4 separate regions of the Mus musculus genome follow, and regions 1, 2 and 4 are each linked to region 3. A link is a contact called in public Hi-C, HiChIP or PLAC-seq and promoter capture Hi-C data. All regions are on one chromosome and are shown on one strand. The core of a region is the stretch at or near the end of the contact, and the rest is flanking DNA. Distances in the headings are between cores, read along the strand shown. Region 1 holds the start of Eefsec (eukaryotic elongation factor, selenocysteine-tRNA-specific). Region 2 holds the start of Tpra1 (transmembrane protein, adipocyte asscociated 1). Region 3 holds the start of Gfpt1 (glutamine fructose-6-phosphate transaminase 1). Region 4 holds the start of Rab7 (RAB7, member RAS oncogene family).

Region 1 (3,138 bases), core at 533-3,032, 1.4 Mb after region 3:
GGGGGGGGGGAGGCGGGTGGAATCTAGTGCATCCTGCACACTAAGCAGGTACTCCACCACTGAGGGACATGCCAACCCCACTTTCTAGTTTCTACCCTGTAGTGTTCCATCTCCAATTTACACTAGCTTAGAGTACATTTCCTAAAATGTATTTGAACACAACCAGTCAGAATTTAGTGGGAGTTTTCAGTTTAGTTTACTGTGTGGCCCTTGATAGTCTTTAATGAGTGAATCCTGAACTCAATAGATACTGTGCAGGAGAGTAACTCTGGCAGGTAAGCCTCCATTTCCACTTCAGTGAAACAAGGAAACAGTCTTAGGCTGCCTGCAGCACAGAGAAAGGGAGGCCACACAGCTGGAATGACCCACCTGCCCCATATACATGCTTCCAGGCTTACAGCACACTGCTGGAAAGAAACCCAGGGCAAGCGGAGAAGCAGGAAATGGGTCACTGGAGCTACAGCAGGTAGACTCAGCCACACCTCCTTTTGTGCTGGGTGCTTACAAACAGGTTATGGGGTTCTGTTCTTAGATTTAAGTGTAGTTAAATGGGTTTGCAAAAGGAATTTAAAAAGACATAGCAACAGTTTCCTGTAGACGAATGGGAGGGGTCACGCTGAGCAAGGAAGGGAGGTTACAAGACCTTTTATTTATAATGGCCTATTCCTAAGTGGCCTGTAATTAAAGACTAATTAAGTGGTACAGATCCTAGAAGCAGATTTTAGCAGTGCCCATCATGACTGAAAACACGCAGGCCCTTTGCCTTAGCTAGTTCACACATAACTTATCCTGTTACACTAGTGCACATCCCAAAACCTTCTGGGCTAGAGTTATTCACTGCATTATGAATAGCAGCCAACTCTGGGAAAGTCACGAGGGTCAGTCAAGAAAATGTTGGTATAAAAGTACAAAGGAACTTTATGTGTAGATATAGTCTCCAGACAGTGATGGTTTGTGTATAAAGGGGACTGGGGGATGAGATCCTGAGAGAGCCTAGAGCACTTGCCTCTTATCAAGGCACTAGGCTCTACCCACTACCCCAACCGACCACAAGTAGTACAACAGAAGGAAAAAAACAGGATCTTTCATTTCTGCACCTTGTCTGCGTTTCTGTGTATGTTTCCTGAAACCATCCATACACACAGGAAACTGAGAGCAGTGTTTGGGACAGAGAACCAGGAGACCAAAGGACAGGTACGTGGTGACTTTTTTTTTTTTTTTTTTTGAAACTTGTATACACCCTTTTTGCAGGGTTTGTTTCTTTGGATCATTTTTCTAGGAAAGCATCTCGGTGCACGGCAGTGAAGGTGAGAACTGTGTCCGCGTCTGCGGGCTGTGAGTTCGAGACCACAAGCCTTCCGGGCTGGTGGCCAGGCCTAGGCTGTCAGGCCGCCATCCATCCCGCGAGCTCGGACCCCGAGCCCGGCTCCCGCCCCGGCCCGCGCTCACCGCCAATGATGGTCCGGATGAGGGAGGCGTGCCCGGGGCAGTCGACCAGTGTGACCTGCAGCAGCGTGTCGCTAGAACCGGGTTCTGCCCCCGGCAGCGGCACGACAAAACAGGAGAAGCCCAGGTCGAGCGTTATGCCGCGCTCGCGGCTCTGCGGCTGCTTGTCGAAGGCAGCAGTGGAGGCCGTGGTGCTCAGCGCGCGCGCCAGCGCTGTTTTGCCACTGTCGATGTGACCCAGCACGCCCACATTCACATTTACCCGCCGGCCGGCCATCCCGCCGCTGCCTCTCACGCCGTCGCCTGAGCGCCAGCCCCGCGGTCCGCCTGCTAAGCCGCACCCCCCCGCAACCCGCGCTGAGCGCACCGGTTCCGGCACGGAAGCTTCCGCCCTCGGGCGCCCACAGCCCTATGGCAGAGCGCACACAGGGCGGGACAAGAGCCGGCCTGCTACCTGGGTTTGCTGTCATCCGGCTCCCCACGCCACAAAGTCTCGCCAGTCTGAGATTAGGGATTCCTCCTTCCATCCATTCATCCATCCATGCATCCATCCATCCATCTCACCATCTATCCATCCATTCTTCCTTCCCTCCCTCCTTTCATCATTCCACTCACCCAGTCCATCCACACATCCCTTCCTCTATCCCTCCATACACACTCATCCATCCGTCCATTCATTTCTGTCAGCCTTTATTTTTTTGTTTGTTTGTTTGTTTGTTTTTTGTTTTTTTCAAGACAGGGTTTCTCTGTATAGTCTTGGCTGTCCTGGAACTCACTTTGTAGACCAGGCTGGCCTTGAACTCAGAAATCCGCCTGTCTCTGCCTCCCAAGTGCGCCACCACCGCCCGGCTGTCAGCCTTTATTAAGTGCAGACTGTATACACTTTACTGGGATGTGGTGATCGACATTATTTGCTGTGAAAACAGGAGTAAGTAAAACCCAAGACCAGTTGCCAAGCCAGACTATCTGGAAAGGACAGAGATGGGAAGGCGGGGAGCCTAGTGAGGAAGATACCCTCAAGGACTGTCACTAGACGTCCAGTGCAGACTGAGAATTGACCATCAGAAACCTGGAAGCACTGTGAAAAGAGGAAGAGGTCCTCGTTGATTCAGGGGAGGGGAGGTGGGGGTGGGGACGGGACAAAAACCTCACTTTGAAGTCTAGGCTGCCATGAGGAGCTGCAACTTAACTGTTGTGTATGAACTTGAATGTGTCGTGAGTGCTATACCAACCAGCCTCTGTAACCCCCTTCAGGCATTGAAAGGTGCCTAGAACCATGAAAGAGGTCACAAGCCTAAGTGGTTGCTCTGGCAAAGGATAAAAGCCTAGGAAAAGAAGGGACTTGGGGCCTCACAGGGGAGGAATGGCACTGGAGAGCTGAATGGCACTGCTCTCATGTAAAGGGGGTGGGGCTTGCTGGCCCAACATTCCCAGCCTTCCTTTTTCTAGGGCAGGAGGGGTTGCGGTTTGCAAGTGAATTGGTTTACACGGGCTTGTGTGCTAAATGCTTGGGCCCCAGCTGGTGGTCTGTCTTATGAGATGAAGCTTAGCAGAAGGCAGTAGTCGCTTCCTGTCCACCATGAAATGAGTAGTTCAGTCAGGCTGCTCCGTTCTGCTGTCACCAGGACAATATACTGCTGTGCTGCCACAGGCTAGGGGGATCAAGCCCAAGAGACCATGCACTGAAATCTC
Region 2 (3,046 bases), core at 373-2,872, 1.9 Mb after region 3:
GAGGGTCAAGTGCAGAGTGACATACTGTTACTGTTCTTCTGAGACATAGCCCTGGCTAGCCTCAAACTTGAGACGATAGTTCTTTATTTTTATTTTTATTTATTTATTTATTTATTTATTTATTTCAGAGACAGGGTTTCTCTGTGTAGCCCTGGCTGTCCTGGAACTCACTCTGTAGACCAGGCTGGCCTCGAACTCAGAAATTCGCCTGCCTCTGCCTCCCAAGTGCTGGGATTAAAGGTGTGTGAGACAATATTTCTGTCTCAGCCTCAAGAGCACTGGGATTACAAACATATCATCCCACCACACCCCGTTTGCTTAGTCCCTAGGCCCTTGTGATTGACAGTGGGGTTTGGGGACAGGTGCTGGAGAAAAGGCTTAGTGGTTATGAGCATGGTTAGAAGCCCTGAGTTCAATTCCTGTGGCCTTTTTGACACCTGGAGGTCAAGGAGGGCCTAGGACATGTATTTTGCTATTATTCCTAAACAGGGCACTGTATTCTCTTGGCAGGAAGTTGGGAGCTCTTGATGGTTTTCAGGGTGGCTGTTACAGACCTTGTAGGCGCAGGCAGGCACAGCCAGCTTCTGTGACTAAGACCAAAATGGACAAATGGGACTAACCTGGAAGTCTCAGGGATGCTAAGTCTCGGACCAATCACAAAGAGGCCCAGAGTCATTCCAGCCCCTGTGTGACCAGGACGGGGCAGTCCTGGGATCCTATAATAAACAGGTGCCTACATCTTTAACCAGCACTGAGGCACCTCTAAGGTGTTGCTGAGACACACTGCCCCCCCCCCCAATGCCTGAGGAAGGGGTAGGCAAGTCAATACCTACTCTTGAGGGAGAGCCCAGGAAGCTCTCTGTGAAGAGAGAATGTGAGAAGACAGGCCCGAGGTTGCATGCAGAGAAGCCCAAGGGCAGCCACAAGTTTGAAAATACATGGCCTATAGGGCAGATCCTGTGGCCGGCCAAAGGTGCACAGGTAAGCAGATGACCTGAGATGAGGCCTCCAAGTTGCCCTGGGGGTGTCCCACAGGGAGGGAAGGCGACAGACAGGAAAGACTGTCCCTCTGGAAGGCACCTGCTTAAGCAAGAGATCTGGTCTGGCCACTTCCTAGCTGGATGGCTTTGGACTTATTCCCTTAACCCCTTCAGGTTTCTTCTGCAAAACGCCACTAATAGCACCCAGCCTTCAGGGTGACTGAGACCAGGACTGGAGCCCTGTAAACGCCAGATCCCTTTGAAGTGGGCAAGCACAGGGCGTCCGAGGAAGGGATGCCCTTCCTTCCCTCCTTCCTAGTCCAGGTGACCAGAGGTCAGTATTTATGGGGCGCCGGTCCCTTAGGCGCCATCCTCAAAGACATAGGGCGACCCGGTCGGAGGACTGGAGCTGTCCGCAGAAAGATGCGGGGCAAAGGCACAGCGTGCTCAGTACGCTTCCCGAAACGCTTTAGGGGTAAGCTGTGCAGAAAAAAAATTCTCCCCTTTGAAGTTTCCGTCACCCACACTTTGCTTTGCTTCGACTGCAGTCCCTTTAAGAGCTCCGCGGGCCGCCTCGCCCATCTGAGGAATTTTATTGGTCTGTTCCACTCCTGTGGGTGGAATCCCGTTACGATAGGCTGCTGGAGGCCGAGGGGGCGGGGATGAGTGCCACAAACAGGGGTTGTGACTGTTTTCACAGTTTTGCTTAGACGAAAAACACTAGCCAAGGCGCCTGAGAGTCGCCGCTGCCAGGGGAGGACCGGGGAAGTCCGCGGGTCCCGTGAGTCCTGCGCGCTGGCGGCGTCCGGCCACCTCTGACCGATCCACGTAGCATCTCAGCTGCGGTTCTTGCGCGACGCTCCCCGGTTCTCGCTACCTCGCAGGGGTCGGAGTCCCGCGGCCTGCGCAGCCCTGCTCTCAGGTAAGCGCGGCCGAGTCCTCATCTCCTGCTCCGCCAAGCTAGCGAGGAGGCCCTGCCCCTGCTCCTTCTTCGGGTTCGGGCCTACCGTCTCCTTCTGTCCCCGTGCCACTTGGGGTACAGCCGCAAGACAACCTTTGAGAAGTTTCTGGGGACCCTAGCGGTCAGGACCGGATCCTGGATGGAGCTGGACACCCGCCGCTCCGGGTGCAGCCAGAGCTCAGCGGCAGCCGGAAAGACCAGCCCATGCTCTGCCTCTGCCTTCCTGGCCTTGCGGAAGGAAGGGCAACTCCACTTAGCTCCGTAGCGAGGAGGGGGTGGTGGGGTCTGGGGTCCAGACACCCCCAATCCTTGTCCAGCCTGGTTGCATTGTGCTGGAAATGTGTGCGCGTCATAGCATTTTTTTGAGATCTTACCTGTTCTAGAGGGTTGGGTCACAAGACCTAGGACAGACAAGACACACAAGCATGTAAATACACCTGCTGCCGATGGAGTCCCAGTTCTATAAACAGCACACCAAAGAACTGGGTGGTGGTGGAGGAATCGGGAGGTGGAGGCAGGGGGGAAATCAGAAGTTCAAGACCTGCCTTGGCTTTTTGCAGAGTTGGAGGCTAGCCTGGGCCCAATGAGACCCTATCTTTAAAAACAATCATTGAAAGAACAACAGCCAGGTGGGCTAGATAAAGTCCACTTAGAGGGGGAGGTAATGAGTCAAATGATGGGATCAAGCTGCGGGTAAGCAAACACAAAGGCCCCTGAGGTAGGGGAGATATAAGTTGGTGGCTAAAGAAGGGCAAGAAGGATTGTCAGGAGGCAGAGGGCAGGTCACCTGGACCATCCCTTCTTCCTGTTGTCCACAGTGGCCTCTTAGGACACAATCTCTCCTCTATCACTGAGGCTGACAGATTCAGAGAGGCATGGAACTTAGCCTCTATCCTCTGGGGATTTCCTATGCTGCTCTGCAGCTAGATTTAGAGGCTTAGCAGCCTAGGAGGGAAGGGAGAGAACTTTGGGGGGCTGCTTGCACTGCTACCTTCTACTGGGTAGGAATCCCATAAAAGAACTCAGAAGGTTTGGGCAATCCCATTGCACAGATGGGAAAGACAAGCTCTCTCAACCTCTCCCAGGGCAGGGAGAGAAGGCCCTT
Region 3 (3,066 bases), core at 20-2,519:
CAAAGAGCTTAGGACAAGCCTATAAGGCTTTTATCACTCTTTCCAGCCACCAGAACAGTTTTAATTTGCCACGTATTGCTCTGGTCTATGACTAGGCAAGTGTTGGTTATTAAAAAAAAAAAAAGCCAACCAAACAAACAAACAAAAAAATCTCACTCTATCATAAAGGAACTTAACAGTTTAGTGGGGAGAGGAAAAAAACCACCTTTAATACAGAAGTCTGTTATAGCCGGGCGTGGTGGCGCACGCCTTTAATCCCAGCACTCGGGAGGCAGAGGCAGGCGGATTTCTGAGTTCGAGGCCAGCCTGGTCTACAGAGTGAGTTCCAGGACAGCCAGGGCTACACAGAGAAACCCTGTCTCAAAACAAACAAACAAACAAAAAACAAAACAAAAAACAAAAAACCAAAGAAGTCTGTTATTGTATGAGACAGATCAAAGGATGAGATGTTAAAACCATCTTGGGGAGACCTAAAGATGTCACACTTAAAAGTGGCAAGGATGTGATGTGGGACTCTGTAGAATAACCCTGGCGTGCAGTTTTGAATGCTGGAGCAGTAGGAAGGGGATTCTGGCTGAGAGTGCTTCTGTGGGCCCTACTCATTCATTTCCGTTAGAGCTATCAAGTGCGGGCTGATAACCAGCTACTTTTGCTCCAAGGTATTATTTAAACCTTCTGAAAGGGAACGCCCCGCTAACTCCTCTTTTCTCAACGGAGAGTTCATTCGCGACAAGAGCGATCCCGAGTACAACGTGCCCACAGCTTCCCTGAGCGCAGGCGCAGTGCTGGGACTACTGACTAGTGGTACCTTAGGCAGAGAACAGTGAGGAAGGCAGGGAGTGGGGCGCTGAGCACCTTGCCTACAGCTCAGGTCGTCACCGGAATGGCTGCCCGAGGGCGTCCTGCAGGCTCCCGCACCTCTGCGCCAGCAGCGCAGTTCCGGCCACCGTGGCTCTGCACACTGACACGTCTGTCCCAGGCTCTCCCTCCTGCCCTACAGCTTTTCTCTCTGTCTCCCTCCTTCCCGTTCCCCTTGAAACACACAAACTGCTGTGTAAACATTCCCTTCCTCCTCCTCCTCCGAGGCTCGGCTCGCCCTCAGCGGGCGGCTCCAGGAACCTAAAGCGGATGCTGGTCGAGCCCCTGCCACGTCGCTACCCGCAGCTCTGCGTCTGCGCGCTGGGCGGGCGATGCCTGCGCGTGAGCGGCGCGGGCGCGGCCCAATGGGAGAGCCGCGGCGGCGCGCGTGGCCGGGGGGGGCGGGGCGGCAGTTGAGAGCGAAGCGAGCGCTGAGTCGGACTGTCGGGTCTGAGCTGTCGCATCCCAGAGTCCTCTCATTGCCACCACCCCGGCCCGAGCTCACCCTCGCTTCTGAAGCTCTCCGCGCGCCCGACAGCTCAGCCCTCGCCCGTGACCAACATCATGTGCGGTAAGGGCAGCGATGGGGGTGTGTGGTGGCCGCAGGGCCCGCGCAGTGAAGCCAGAGGTGGACAGCGCGTGTCAACAGAGCGGCCTTGGGGCTGGGGTCCTGAAGAGAAGGGGGGCTTGTGGAGCGGGCATCCCGAGGAGATTGAGGGTCCTGAGGGGAGCCGGGATCTGGAAGGAGAAGGGTCTCTGGGGAGAAAGGCTGCTGTCCGTGAGGCAGGGACTCTAAGATGGGGATTCCGGTGTTGAAGGGGCGGCCGGAGCTAGTGTGCTTAAGAGGGACCGGCAGAGGAGATTGTGGGGGCCCTAGGAGTCAGAGGCTACTTAAAGGGGCTAGAGGATTGGGGGTGGGGTGGGCCAGGGAGGGTATCAGAGCGTTCAAGGGGCACCTTTGCATAGAGCTCAGAGGATAGATGAATACCTACCTTAGAAGAGCTGTGAGGCTCAAAGTGAGACCAAGTATGGAGGGATGCCTAGGGGAAGGTCCACCAGGTGAGTGAGGCGACCTGTGAACATGCTGTGTGGTACTGGGGGTTAAACTCATAAAGGCAGCTTGTCAAGTGAGTGAGTACTCTTTCCCTTAGCCACACCCCCCAAATCCCCTTTTTCTGTCTCTTTGTAACTGGGTCCCACTTGGTAGCCCAGGTTGGCCTGTAATTCACATTGCCCTGTCTCAGCCTTCCAAGTGTTGTGATTATAAGTATGAATGACCACTCCTGGCTGGTAGCATTTCTTGAATTTACTTATCTTGCAGTCTTAAAAATACTTAATTCTAGTCACTTTATTTTAGGCAGGCCTGCGAGAACTCAAGCCAACGCACTGACAGTGATACCCCACATGACTTCTGCCACTCTTAAGTCTCTCAACAGGAACCATTACTAAATCAATAACTTGATGAAATGGGCTCAGAGCTGATCTTGTTGGAAGAGAGAGTAGTAGTCCTGGCTAAAGATCCCACATCATGCATGTACACCTGTTTAACATATGTCTTTACTACAACCATTAAAAAAAACAGGCTCTTTTATTCCATATTTTAAGGCTTCTTATTTAGCTGGGCGGTGGTGGTACAACGCCTTTAATCCTAGCCCTCAGGAGACAGAGGCAGGTGGAAATCAGTGATTTTGAGTACAACCTGGTTCCAAGACAGCTGGAGCACAGTTACACAGAGAAACTCTGTCTTACCCCTCACCCCCGCCCCCCATTATCAAAAAGTGTTACTAAAAGATACCATGAGAATTATATATGATACCACTAATAATATTGTAAAATGGGAATGAGCCATTAGTAGTATTTAAAAAGTTATATTTTTACCTTTCCTTTTAAAACCGACAATGACCACTAGACTAAAGAGCGTTTGTTTCTTAGAAATAGTGTCCCACGCTGTCTCTCAAGCAGGTCTAGATCCCAGTTCTCCTTCAGCCTCGTGAGTGCTGAGATTCTAGGCATGAGCCACTGTGCCTGGTTCCCAAGAAAGAACACATTTTAGAAAGAGGTATTGTAAGACTTGTAGCTGTGTGAGAAACATTCTTTGTAGTCTTTCACTTGTAAGAACTCGGGAAGGGGTAGGTTGTCCTCAGTGTGTGTTTTCCTGTGTTTAATCGTTTCGCCTTCTGAAAATGAAGAGCAGGCTTAAGCTTAGAG
Region 4 (3,119 bases), core at 620-3,119, 1.0 Mb after region 3:
TGCATGCATACACAACACACAAAGAGTTGGCAAATATTTCAAGTAGTTAGCCAGAACAATACACATCTGGATATCTGATTCACCTGAGGGAATAAAATAAAATAAAAACTACTTTTTGCAGAAGCCTCCGATTCTTTCTACATCCGAGTCATTCCTTCCTAAACAGCTCCTGGCTCTGAGACTCATCATTTTACAATTCTCTGAGGACACAACCCAGCCATGCCTTCTTCCCTGAGTCAGGACCCAGTAATGCCTGACACACATGTGGAAGAAAAACATCTCCCAAATGAAGGTGCCAGCCACTTGTCTTCTCCAGCCTCTGCTCACACATGACAGTGCACTGGACGAAGTGGCATCTAATTCCCCTCGAGGGAGGACAAAAATATCATACAACAAAAAGGGAATCACGTTTAGCGATTCCTCTTCTAAACTCATTACATAGGTTTACAGCCCGTAAGTATACCAGGCCGGGTAGCAAACTAAACTATTGACAACCAAGGACACCAAACTTTAGTCTGGCCAGCTTCAGAAGTAGTTATAATTCACTTTCCAGTTCTTACACTCAATTCTGATCCAATATTACCAAGATCGAAGAGAAATATGCCAACAAGAGATTTTATTAACTCAATCATGTGGGTATCAGTTGCTGAAGTCACAAGAAAGAGACAAGAGTTTATTCTTTGGAAAACCAAAAACACAAGATTTTCAACGGTGAAGAGTCAACAGGTTAGGTTGTTGTAGAAATTCTTGTAGAAAGGTGCACACAGTAGGCATGCCAGACCTGACTCAAGGAAAAGAGCTGGCTAAGAAACCTATTCAAATCCAATACATACCTTGCCAGAATTCAAGATCTTCTGGTTTGATGACACTACACTACCTTATATGCCTTGTAATATGCCTTGTAAGTCACAAGTACAAATACAACATGGCTTTAAGGTAGGACTAAGAGGCTCTCAAATGACATCACTAGACAGGAGGTGGAGGGGGGTGCTGATGGCAGATAACAGGTGGCAGGCTTTGGGGGCATCTAAAGTACAAGAGGCCAGAGGCCAGTAAGTGCTAAGTAGTCTAGCTGCCTATGTTTCAACCTCTCACTCTGAAATTTATCAGCGGTGTGACCTTGGTCGAGTGCCTTAGCCTCTCTGTTCTTCGCTTTCTCTGTAAGTAGGCACTGCCTCGGTGCTTCGGAGGGGCTGTTGGGAGAACAGGGCAATTTGTGCGGTCTTGCCACGCAGCCCAGCAGCCGAGAAATCTCAAATCTTCACAACCTTACTCTCAACATCGGCACGATTATGAGCCAGGAGGACATCAGGCCATTTGAAAGGCACTCGGGAGGTCCTTCTTCCCGGAACTTCGGAAACGGGATTTACCCTGCAGGACCCTGAAAGCTCCTGTCTCCCAGTGCCGGCGGCGGGCCGGGGCATGTGACGCGCCTGGCAGCACTGCCTCGGTGGCCGGCCGGCCGGTAGCTCTTCCCACCCAGCAGGTTGCCGGTGGGGACGCGCCCAGCCCGAGGATCCCGTACCCGCCACCCACCGATCGCCGATCGCCCTCCGCCCGCCGGGCGCCGCCCCGCCTGGCCCGGCCCAGCTCGGCGCTCGGCTCGCCGAGGACGCCAGGCCCGGAGGCCCAAGCGGCGGCGGGGGAAGGGCGGCCGGGGCCCGCTGCTCACCGCAGGGTCAACGGAGGAGGAGACACAACGCAGGCCGCAACAGAGACGTCCGATTCCGGCTCCAGCAGGCTCCTCGGAGCTGCCCGGCCCCAAACACCGCCGCCAACGCCGCCGCCTTGGGCTTTATGGTCAAAGCTCCGGCCTTGCTTCCACTTCCGCCACCGCCGCCGCCCCGAGCGGAAGTGTCTGTCACGAGACGCCCGACGCCAGGGTTGGAGGGAGGAGCCCCACCTCCACCTTGCGTCACGTTCCGGTCGCGTCAGGCCCTAGCCTGGCATCTGGGGCTTAAATATGGCCGTTTCTAGATGGGGGCTGCCATCTTTGAAGGCTGTGCAGAAGCTGGAGCGCACCATATTGGGCCAAGAACTGATAATGCAGTGGTGTCCCCCCCCCTCATCCCACCCCGCTCCTATAAACAGAGCTAAAGGAGGGAGAGTCACTTGGTCTTTCCAGAGTGTCCCCCTCTGGAACACGCTAGTCAGTCAGCCATGTATCAGGCAGGGTATAGTCTAGGGTCTTCTGAGTCCACTGGGTACAATCTCTAATGTGGATGGAAATGATCAGTTACAGTGTCCCCAGTGTTGGAGACCCAGTGATGAAATAGGAGCTACCTGTGCAGGGCAGATGGTTCAGGAAAATGGAAAGAGAGCTAAGGAGTTGCTGAACTGAAGAGACATGAGGCTGATTTTAGTGTCACGCCCACCAAAACTAAAACAAAGGCCTAATCCATCAAAGTCCATATCTTTCTGGGGAAGTCTCAAAATGTACTAACCTTGCTTTTTAGCTTCTGTAGTTCTGTTTATGGCTGACAGTTCTTGTTAACTGAAGTATGTCAACCCAGAACATGTTTTTTTGTGTGCTTAAAAGCTCACCCTGAGAAAGACTCAGGTTGTCCTGGGGTATTGAACACCCAGTGCAGTAACCAGCTGCCATTTCTTAGCTTAAACCCATATCTGAGTAGTCTTTTCTGGTGAATACCCCACAACACTAGTACATGTTCTAGCATATAAGGAATAGAGAAGGTTTGTAGGTCCTAAGGAATAGGGGAAAACAAGACCTTTCTGCCAAGATCCTCACCATTTGATATAATAGACACACACACAGGAGTTTGCTCAGTTTCAATCATTAGTTAATTATTACTTGGCCATTTGACTGAATACTTTGAAACTAAGATATGAACAAAGGAAGTCTATGTATATTCATATGCAAAGTGAAATCTTCAAGAAATATGAAGTGACAAAGTAGGGTGCAAAGATGTATATGTGACAGTTCTTGGTTCTTGTTGGGGAAAAAAAAAACACATACTTGCTGGGTACAAATTTCAGCAACTAGTTATCTGGGTTATCTATTAAAATTTGACCGGATAGTAGGACCCATATGAATCTGGTGGTCCAGTCAGACTTTCCACAGTTGTAGGGATGCAGGAAGCTGGTTCAGGCCCTGTCTC

The links. Promoter capture Hi-C pulls out the DNA fragments that hold promoters and counts their contacts. A called contact is a pair of places that touch in the nucleus more often than the background predicts. HiChIP or PLAC-seq counts read pairs in DNA pulled down with a chosen protein or histone mark.
Region 1: a promoter capture Hi-C map of liver shows a contact between it and region 3, with 4 times the contacts expected there. The contact joins the promoter of Eefsec here to the promoter of Gfpt1 in region 3. A contact is called at or near these places in 4 of 39 promoter capture datasets (hippocampal neurons, liver and pre-B cells).
Region 2: a contact with region 3 is called in a Hi-C map of CD8 T cells, with 9 times the contacts expected there. The contact joins the promoter of Tpra1 here to the promoter of Gfpt1 in region 3. A contact is called at or near these places in 1 of 39 promoter capture datasets (neutrophils) and 1 of 484 Hi-C or Micro-C datasets (CD8 T cells).
Region 4: an H3K4me3 HiChIP or PLAC-seq map of bone marrow-derived macrophages shows a contact between it and region 3, with 5 times the contacts expected there. The contact joins the promoter of Rab7 here to the promoter of Gfpt1 in region 3. A contact is called at or near these places in 4 of 39 promoter capture datasets (hippocampal neurons, liver, neutrophils and 1 more) and 2 of 115 datasets of contacts at active chromatin or transcription factors (bone marrow-derived macrophages and large pre-B cells).

The regions. Positions count from the first base shown.
Region 1 is chr6:88,444,757-88,447,894 of GRCm38.p6, forward strand. Eefsec (eukaryotic elongation factor, selenocysteine-tRNA-specific) reads right to left here and starts at 1,783. Exons shown (of 7, transcript NM_023060.3): 1 at 1,450-1,783. The coding sequence starts at 1,723.
Region 2 is chr6:88,900,629-88,903,674 of GRCm38.p6, forward strand. Tpra1 (transmembrane protein, adipocyte asscociated 1) reads left to right here and starts at 1,623. Exons shown (of 12, transcript NM_011906.2): 1 at 1,623-1,902.
Region 3 is chr6:87,041,577-87,044,642 of GRCm38.p6, forward strand. It overlaps Gfpt1 (glutamine fructose-6-phosphate transaminase 1), which reads left to right and starts at 1,270. Exons shown (of 19, transcript NM_013528.3): 1 at 1,270-1,429. The coding sequence starts at 1,423.
Region 4 is chr6:88,043,401-88,046,519 of GRCm38.p6, forward strand. Rab7 (RAB7, member RAS oncogene family) reads right to left here and starts at 1,870. Exons shown (of 6, transcript NM_009005.3): 1 at 1,673-1,870.